Regions from separate parts of the Triticum aestivum genome. Here region 1 is linked to region 2. Evidence: chromatin contacts called from public Hi-C data. All regions are on one chromosome and are shown on one strand. The core of a region is the stretch at or near the end of the contact, and the rest is flanking DNA. Distances in the headings are between cores, read along the strand shown. Region 1 holds the start of LOC123169418 (protein DETOXIFICATION 33). Region 2 holds the start of LOC123170355 (beta-galactosidase 11).

Evidence for each region. Hi-C and Micro-C count contacts between places; a contact is called where the count stands out from the background.
Region 1: a contact with region 2 is called in a Hi-C map of leaf, with 5 times the contacts expected there. The contact joins the promoter of LOC123169418 here to the promoter of LOC123170355 in region 2. A contact is called at or near these places in 4 of 5 Hi-C or Micro-C datasets (leaf, root and an unstated tissue).

What each region holds. Positions count from the first base shown.
Region 1 is chr7D:265,489,311-265,493,330 of IWGSC CS RefSeq v2.1, reverse strand. LOC123169418 (protein DETOXIFICATION 33) reads left to right here and starts at 2,579. Exons shown (of 6, transcript XM_044587294.1): 1 at 2,579-3,599; 2 at 3,740-3,826; 3 at 4,020. The coding sequence starts at 2,755.
Region 2 is chr7D:265,018,703-265,022,692 of IWGSC CS RefSeq v2.1, reverse strand. It overlaps LOC123170355 (beta-galactosidase 11), which reads right to left and starts at 2,132. Exons shown (of 11, transcript XM_044588205.1): 1 at 1,777-2,132; 2 at 1,563-1,675; 3 at 1,410-1,476; 4 at 1,121-1,213; 5 at 876-1,019; 6 at 668-762; 7 at 481-586; 8 at 290-374; 9 at 87-205. The coding sequence starts at 2,064.

The sequences.
Region 1 (4,020 bases), core at 1,330-3,829, 470 kb before region 2:
CCTCTTTATGTTACCATGCCACATCATCAAGTCATGAATGTGGCCAAAAGTTACAATTTATGCACTAATCTACCCATTGTTTCACTAATTTTTGTGTGGGCATAAATGGTATATACATTGGACGCTTGAGCAAATATAAGTAGATTGTGTTACACATTTTTGTTTAAAATGGCAGCCCGTTTACTTCAATTCAATAGTTTATGTTTTTTAATACACCATTTTGTTAAATGCTTCATATGATTTATTTATTTTAAATAAAAATAGAAGTTTTCTATGAAAGAATGAATTAGTGACATTCATATAAACCTTTAAGAAAAATAAAATAAAAAATAAACAATGACAAAATTTGCACACAATTTACACATAAATTGCACTTTTCTATAATATGCAAAAATTAACATATAATAGTGGAATTTACATAAAAAGGAAGTTTCCTAAGAACGAATGAATTAGTGGCATTCATATTACCATTAAAGAATACATAAACTGAAACAAAAACTAAAACAAAATCAAAACAATAAAGTTTCTAAGAAGAACGAATTAGTGGCATGGTATTACCCTTTAAGAAAAACAAAAAGAAATGAAAACTGAAATAAAATCAATAATGAAATTTTCTAGGAAAGAATGAATAAGTGGCTTGGTATTACCCTTTAAGAAGAAAGAATATGAAATCAAACTAAGACAAGATCAAAGCAATAAGGTTTTGTAAGAAGGAATGAATTGATGACATTGGTATTATCCATTAAGAAAAAGAAAAATGAAAACATATCTACAACAAAAAATGAAAAAAATGCACACAATATACAAGAAAATTGCGCCTTTTTTAAAATACCCAAGAATAAGCATATAATGCTGAACATCGATATTACCCTTAATGAAGAAAGAAAATAAAATAATAACTAAATCGAAATCAAAATAATAAAGTTTTATAAGAACAACGAATTAGTGGCATTGCTATTGCTCTTTAAAAATAAATATAATGAAAATGTGAAGAAAAAAACTTGCACACAACTTTGCACTAAAATTGCACTTTTGTAGTATACGAACAACAATCATATGATAGTGTAATATTTACACATATTGTATAGTATTTGTATGTATATATTTACACTCACCCAACACCAAAAAATACCTACCAAGAAAATAATAAAATCCAACTAATAAAGAATAACAAAAAAACACATAAAAATAGGTTTCTGTTAAAGAAAAAACGAAAGGGGAGAGAGGAGGGCTGGGCAGCATACGTGAGCTTCAGGCCAGTAGAAAGTTGACTGACCCAAATATTTGGTCAGTCAAAAACAAAACGTAAGCCAGCTCACAGAACAGTACAAATCTCAAAGCAAAAATCAATGTCCAATAAGTTGACTAACCCAAAATTAATACTCAGGCGACTTGCGTATAGTTAAATTGAAAAAAGTTACTTCATGTAAGTTTGACAATGGATCGACACCGCTATACCGAAAAAAGCTTCTGCGCCCCTTTATAAATAAATTGACAACTGAAAAACATACAAAGGTAGCGCACACACTATCTCTGCTGGGGATTCCAGCTATACAAGAGAAGCTCAAAACAGCTAAAGAGGAGATATGAGCTAATGTAAGCTAAGCACAAGCCTAGCAACAGATATCTTGATCGTATCATTTGAGTAAACGCATAGTGGTCATAGACATGGACAGCGGGGCACCACTATATATACAAAGCACTTGAAAACCTCTTAGCAACCGAGATCTTAATCGTATCAACTGAGTAAACGCATAGTAGTCACATAGACATGGGCAGACGTGGGTTAAAAGCATTTATACAAACATTGCGTTGTTCGGTTCGTGTACTTTCATTATGAGGTCGTGGGTGAAGTCCTGACACAAGACAGGGTCCTTGAATCCTTGATGCTTCAGTAGCCAGTTCAGAACTTCAGATCATGTAACTTAGCTGTTGCTGTGTTTTTTACGCAGTAGGCAGTCCGTCAATTTTCTGTGTTACTTCTTGTGTTTTTCCTTGGTTAATGGTTTTACATTTTCAGTGGCAGCAAATAGCAGGTGTTGTTTCGTAAACAAGTAATCATGGAGTAGATAAGAGTGACGACATGCGTGCAAGCCGCGCTGTACGCTAAGCCGTCCAGCGTTTGTCTCCTATAAAACCTGGATGGCGACTGCGAGCGATCCGATCGAAAGCGAAAGCGACGGGATCTACTAGTAATCTATACGGATAATACTGGACTCACGGGCTCCTTCAACGACCTTCACGGAGTGGCCTACGTGCCATCTTCTAATTTGCCCCTCCTGATTTTCACTGTGGGACCTGCGAACCTTAATTAAATCACTTAATCAACCCCGTAAGCTCCCCGTGAGTGTAGCCCTAATCTATACTACCCCGACTTACTACTACTAGCAGTATTTGCATAGCAGTGGACTGGATTGATTAGTGGACACGCGCTTTGTGGAGTATTGTACTATCAAATAACATAAGCTGGACATGAGATTTGCGTTGTCGAGACGGCGTGGCTCATCTTGTTCGCCACCTCGGTTTTCGCCTATATAGCCCAGAGAGCGCGCCGGTTAACTCGCAAAGGATAGTGCCGTCACCATAGGAAGCGGAAGCACCAAGTGTCGTCTGCTCGATCGGGCAGTTGACTGGTAGCTGCCGCATTGCATTCGTGGTACCGATACCGCACCCTACTGGCAGTGGCAGGCCATATATTTTCCTTTCCAGACCGGTCCAGTCCAGTGTTGACTGTCTTGGGATACAGATCGATCGATGGCTTCGTGTGCTGGCGGCGGTGATGAGCCGCTGACGGAGGCGCTGCTAGCGAGGGCGGGCAGCGGCGACAAGGATGACCTGGAGGAGATCCATAGCGTGTCGGCGTTCCTACGGTGCGCGGCGCAGGAGAACCGGCGGCTGTGGTGCCTGGCCGGGCCGGCCATCTTCACGTCGCTGGCGCAGTACTCGCTGGGCGCCATCACGCAGGTTGCCGCCGGCCACCTCACCACGCTCGAGCTGGACGCCGTCTCCACCGAGAACTCCGTCGTCGCCGGCCTCGCCTTCGGGATCATGTACGGCATGGGGAGCGCGCTGGAGACGCTGTGCGGGCAGGCCTACGGCGCCAAGAAGCTCCCCATGCTCGGCGTCTACCTGCAGCGCTCCTGGCTGCTGCTCACCGCCACGGCCGTCTGCATGCTCCCGCTCTACCTCTTCGCCACCCCGATCCTCAGGTTCTTCCACCAGGACGACCAGATCGCCGTCATGGCCGGGAGGTTCTCGCTCTACATGGTCCCGCAGCTCTTCGCCTACGCGCTCAACTTCCCCATCCAGAAGTTCCTGCAGGCGCAGAGCAAGCTGATGGCCATGGCGGCGGTGTCCGCGGCGGCGCTGGCGTTCCACGTCGCGCTCACCTGGTTCCTCGTGGTGCCCATGCGGATGGGCCTCGTTGGCCTCGCCGTCGCGCTTAACGCGTCGTGGTGGTTCGTCGTGCTCGGCCAGCTCGCCTACATCGTCATGGGTTACTGCCCCGGCGCCTGGAACGGCTTTGAGTTCGACTCCCTCGCCTTCACCCAGCTCTTCAGCTTCGCCCGCCTCTCCATCGGCTCAGCAATCATGATCTGGTACGTACACTTCGTACATCTCGGTGGTTCATACATACTGTTTCCTACTTATGGTCCAACTAACTGCCATGAACTGTTGTGATTAATCAACTCTATGTTCCCGCTCTTTCCCTATGGAATTTGCGACCACGGAATGATAGCTTGGAGTTCTGGTTCTACATGTTCCTGATTGTGATCGTGGGCAACCTTCCCAACGCTCAGGTCGCCGTCGCCGCAGTCTCCATCTGGTGAGCTAGCTAGCTGTTATAATTGCTACATACTAGTGATCTAAACGCTCTTATATTAGTTTACGGAGTGAGTACTTGCCAAGCTGAGCAAAACGGTAGCTAGCTTTAGTAAAGAGTAAATAGTACTAATAGTAGTATAGCAGCACTGACATGTTGTGATTTCTGGATGTGGCACATTGGCTGCCGCGTGCAGC
Region 2 (3,990 bases), core at 883-3,382:
CATACCATACCATACCCATACCATACCAACCCGGTCAGGTCAATCGGCGATCATAACAAGATAGCAACAAGAGAACTGAAGAGAACCTCGTAGAGCTTGCCCAATGGCTGCGTGGAGGGGGTCCCAAAGAGGAGAGCATTCTTGCACAACCTCAAAGCATGGTGCAGGTCCTTCAGATGGCCCCACTTGGGCTCTTTGAACATTCCTGGACCAACCAAACCGTTCATCCATAAATCAACATAGTTAAGCATATTCAGAGTTTGAGAGGATTCGTCTGTCTCTGCTTTACCGAATTCGTCGAGAGGCGCCTCGTCGTAGTATCTCGGCATCACGAAAGAGGCGCCCGTTCTTCCAAAGTTTGTTCCTCCGTGGTACTGTCCACACAGGCAAGGCAACCGTGTGATTCTGTCAGAAATATACTCTAGTTTCATCCTAACGCCATGTCAACAACAGGTTGGTTGGTTGGTTACTGGACGGTACCATGTAGTAGTTCACCATGCTGCCCCCCACCGAGAAGAACCGCGCCACGGCAAACGCAATGTCCTCGGCAGATCTCTGAGACGGCGGATCACCGAATACTCTATATCTGCAAATGCCAACAAAAAAACAATTCAGCACCCGACAGTCTCTCCTTGATGGACAAGGTGAAACTGATAACTGAACTCACTGAGCAGTCCAGTTCTCGGTCCATAACAGGGGTTTGTTCTTGTCAACTGGACCTGGCCATGTATCTCCGCAGTGCCTACCGTTGCAGGTAGGAATCTAGAGAGGAAAAAAACATGATTATGGATTAAGCATGGTTAATAAATTCTAAAACAAGAAATTATATCATGGCAAATGAAACTTAAACATGTCAGATCATACTAATAAATTACCACGTCCGCTGGAGCTTTAGTCTGCTTGCACATGATCCATGGCACCCCGGTGCCGGTGCTGATGGCCATCTTAGCTGCCCATTCGATGTACCTGGTGCCGTTTTCTTTGAACGCCGCTTCCATGTGCTGGTACTCATTCTCGATCTTTTTTTTTTCAATGCAGGGTGCATTTCATTTGAGAAACCATACATGATAGATATAAGTATTCAGCAGGAAGAAAAAGGGTCAAGATATGCATGCAGTACCTGTGCTAGAATGATAGGGCCTCCTTGTGATGCGAAGAGCTTGGCTTCCTTGAGCTTGTTCACTACGAGAGTCACAAACTTCTGCATGAGCTTCTGCATATATAAAGAGAAAAACCAAGGTGAGGACGCCGTTTTAATTATTTCTGTATGTAGCAAAATTTACGTCGAGCTTTTTTCTTTCTCGAAATGCATCTAGTTTGTTTTACCCTTGAGAAAGAAAAAGAAATGCATCTAGTTTGGTATGTCTGCAACTAATAATTCTGTGTGCTTTGATGGTCTGATTGATCACCTTGAAAGGCTCGTTGTCTGTGCGGAAGATGATGTCGGGGACCTCCCGGAGCCAGTAAGGCAGCCCTCTGGAAGAGGAAAATCACAGATTAAACGGAGACCGTGAATGCAGATCAGCTAGAGATTGAGATGTGAAGCAAAGAGACGAACAAACCCATGGTTCCACTCCGCCTGGACGAAGGGCCCGATACGGACCATGGCGTACATCTCATGCTCCTGGATCAGCTTGAAGAACTTGATCATGTCGTACCTCCCCTCGAAGTTGTACTGAAATCGACCATGGATGGATCCAATCCAAGGAGGAATGGACGATGAGCAGGTACGTAGGTATACGATGAGATGAATGAGATGGAGTGTGTGACAGTTACCACGCCCATCTCGGGTTCATGGACGTTCCAGAAGACGTAGGACTCGATGACGTTGAGGCCGCCTTCCTTGGCCCTGGCGATGAGGTCGGGCCACTCGTGGAAAGGGCTGCGTGGATAGTGGATGGAGCCGGAGAAGAAGAGGTCCCTCTGTCCGTCCACCATGAGCGAGCGGCGGTCGTACGAGATGACGGTGCCTGGTTTGGTGAGCTGGTAGGCGTCCCCGCCGGCCACGAGCGCGGCGACGGCGATCACCGCGGCGGCGGCGAGCCGGACGCGGAGGAGGGACATGGTGGGTGGATCGTGCGTGGAAGCTAGGGGCCACAAGTTCGCGCTCCCGCTAGTCCTAAAATAGGAGGGAGGCGTTCAGTTTAAAGGGATGGCGCTGTGGCCGCGCGGGAGCGCAGGGAGCGACATGCGCGCGCGCCATGCCGTCCGTCCGTCCACGCATCAGCATCACCCAGGGAACGGTTGGCCTCGGCGGCCCGCGCGTGTGCGGGTGCGGAGGTTCTTGGTGGTGGTTTTAGGCGGGGCGGGTTTTTTTCTGACTGAATCAGCCGTGGATCGGCATTGTTTGCGGCGGGGTTGTTGCATGCCGTGCTTAGCCTGGAACGGGAACCGTCACGCCGTCACAGTCACCTACGCCGGTGCTACGACTTCCACCTTGAGCCGGCGACGGAAGACACTGCATGGAGGAGCTCGCCGCCGTGGCCTGCGTGGAGGAGCTCCGGACGTGCTTCGCTATGACCATCGCCTCCGATCGCTGATGCTACTTGTGCTGAAGACTGATGAAAACAAATACAAAACCTGATAATAACTTCAATACGAAAACAATGATAGGAACATAGATCTTACTGGAATAGCGTATGAGAACAATGATCTTCTAAGAGCTCTATCTTAAATCCCGCCCCCCGCAAAACAGGCCGCTCCTTGGCTGCTAGAGCCGTTGGAAGCGACACAGGTGTCGGTAGGCTTGTTGGCGCAGATCCATAAGAAATTATCTTGCTCTGAGAGTTGTATCTCTGAGCTTCAAAAGCATGTATCTGATCATGGTGGGATTCGATACCACTGACGCCCCATTCGGTCCATTTCCAGCATGTTTCTGATCTTGAAAAAATGAAGTGAAGAAATAAATATGAAGGATAAAGTAGTGAAATGACAAAATGCAGATAAACTGAAAACTGTATGAACAAACTTGCTAAACTACCTGGGATTTCTTGACAAACTAAGCAACTACTAGGATTGAGAGCTTTATTAGAGAAGACTTAACATGGACTGAAGCGACTGAAGGTCCGAACACTCATAAATAAGAAAACCGTCTAGACAAGCATAACTACTCCCTCCGTTCCAAAATAGATGACTCAACTTAGTACTAAGTTGAGTCATCTATTTTGGAACGGAGGGAGTAAATCTTAGTGCTTGTAGGCTGTGGTGGTCTGAGGATCGAAACAATGAATACTAAATTAAGAATGAATAATGAATACTAACCAACCTACCTATTGTCAGTACACTGGTGATGACAAGGGCGCGTTCGCGTCAAGGGAAGCGTAAAGAAGGCGGGGCGAAGGCGTAAAGAGGCAACCGGAAGATTCAAACGAGGCTCGGGCCAAGACGACCGCAAGGGTAGAGTAGTGGGCCAACGGGCCAAAGTTGAGCGGCCCATGTAATCTGCGTGTTATAAGCAGGGGAGCGAGGGAGAGAACGGGATCGAAAAAATTGTAATTCAGAGTGAACCTCTCATTCTATCTAGCTTATCTCTTCCTGCTTCTGTATCCTACCCCGGCTCCTCCTTCTCTCCAAATTCAAATTCTGTGCTGCAGCTTGTCGGCGGCGAGATTCCACCGGAGCCTGGTCGTGACAATCTGGTATCAGAGCCCTCTTCCTTGCTCCGCCGTGCGCCCGTATTTTTTTTTCCCGAATCGTACCTGGCAAATCCGAGGCGAAGGTCGCGGATCGCCCTATAAGAATTGTGGAAGCGTCTCAATCTCCTCAACTTGGAGACCCGCATGTATATATTGATAGTTTGTGTGATGTACAAGTCATGGTAGAGTCCTGGTCTAACAACGAGAAGATTACAAGGCGTGGAGATAAGAGAGAGAGAGAGAGAGAGAGAGAGATCTAACTAGTCTAACCTCCTTACAGATAAGTTCAGAATACTACTCTGGCCGGTGGCCCTTGTACATAATGTGATATGTCTAATATCCTCCCTTAATCTTA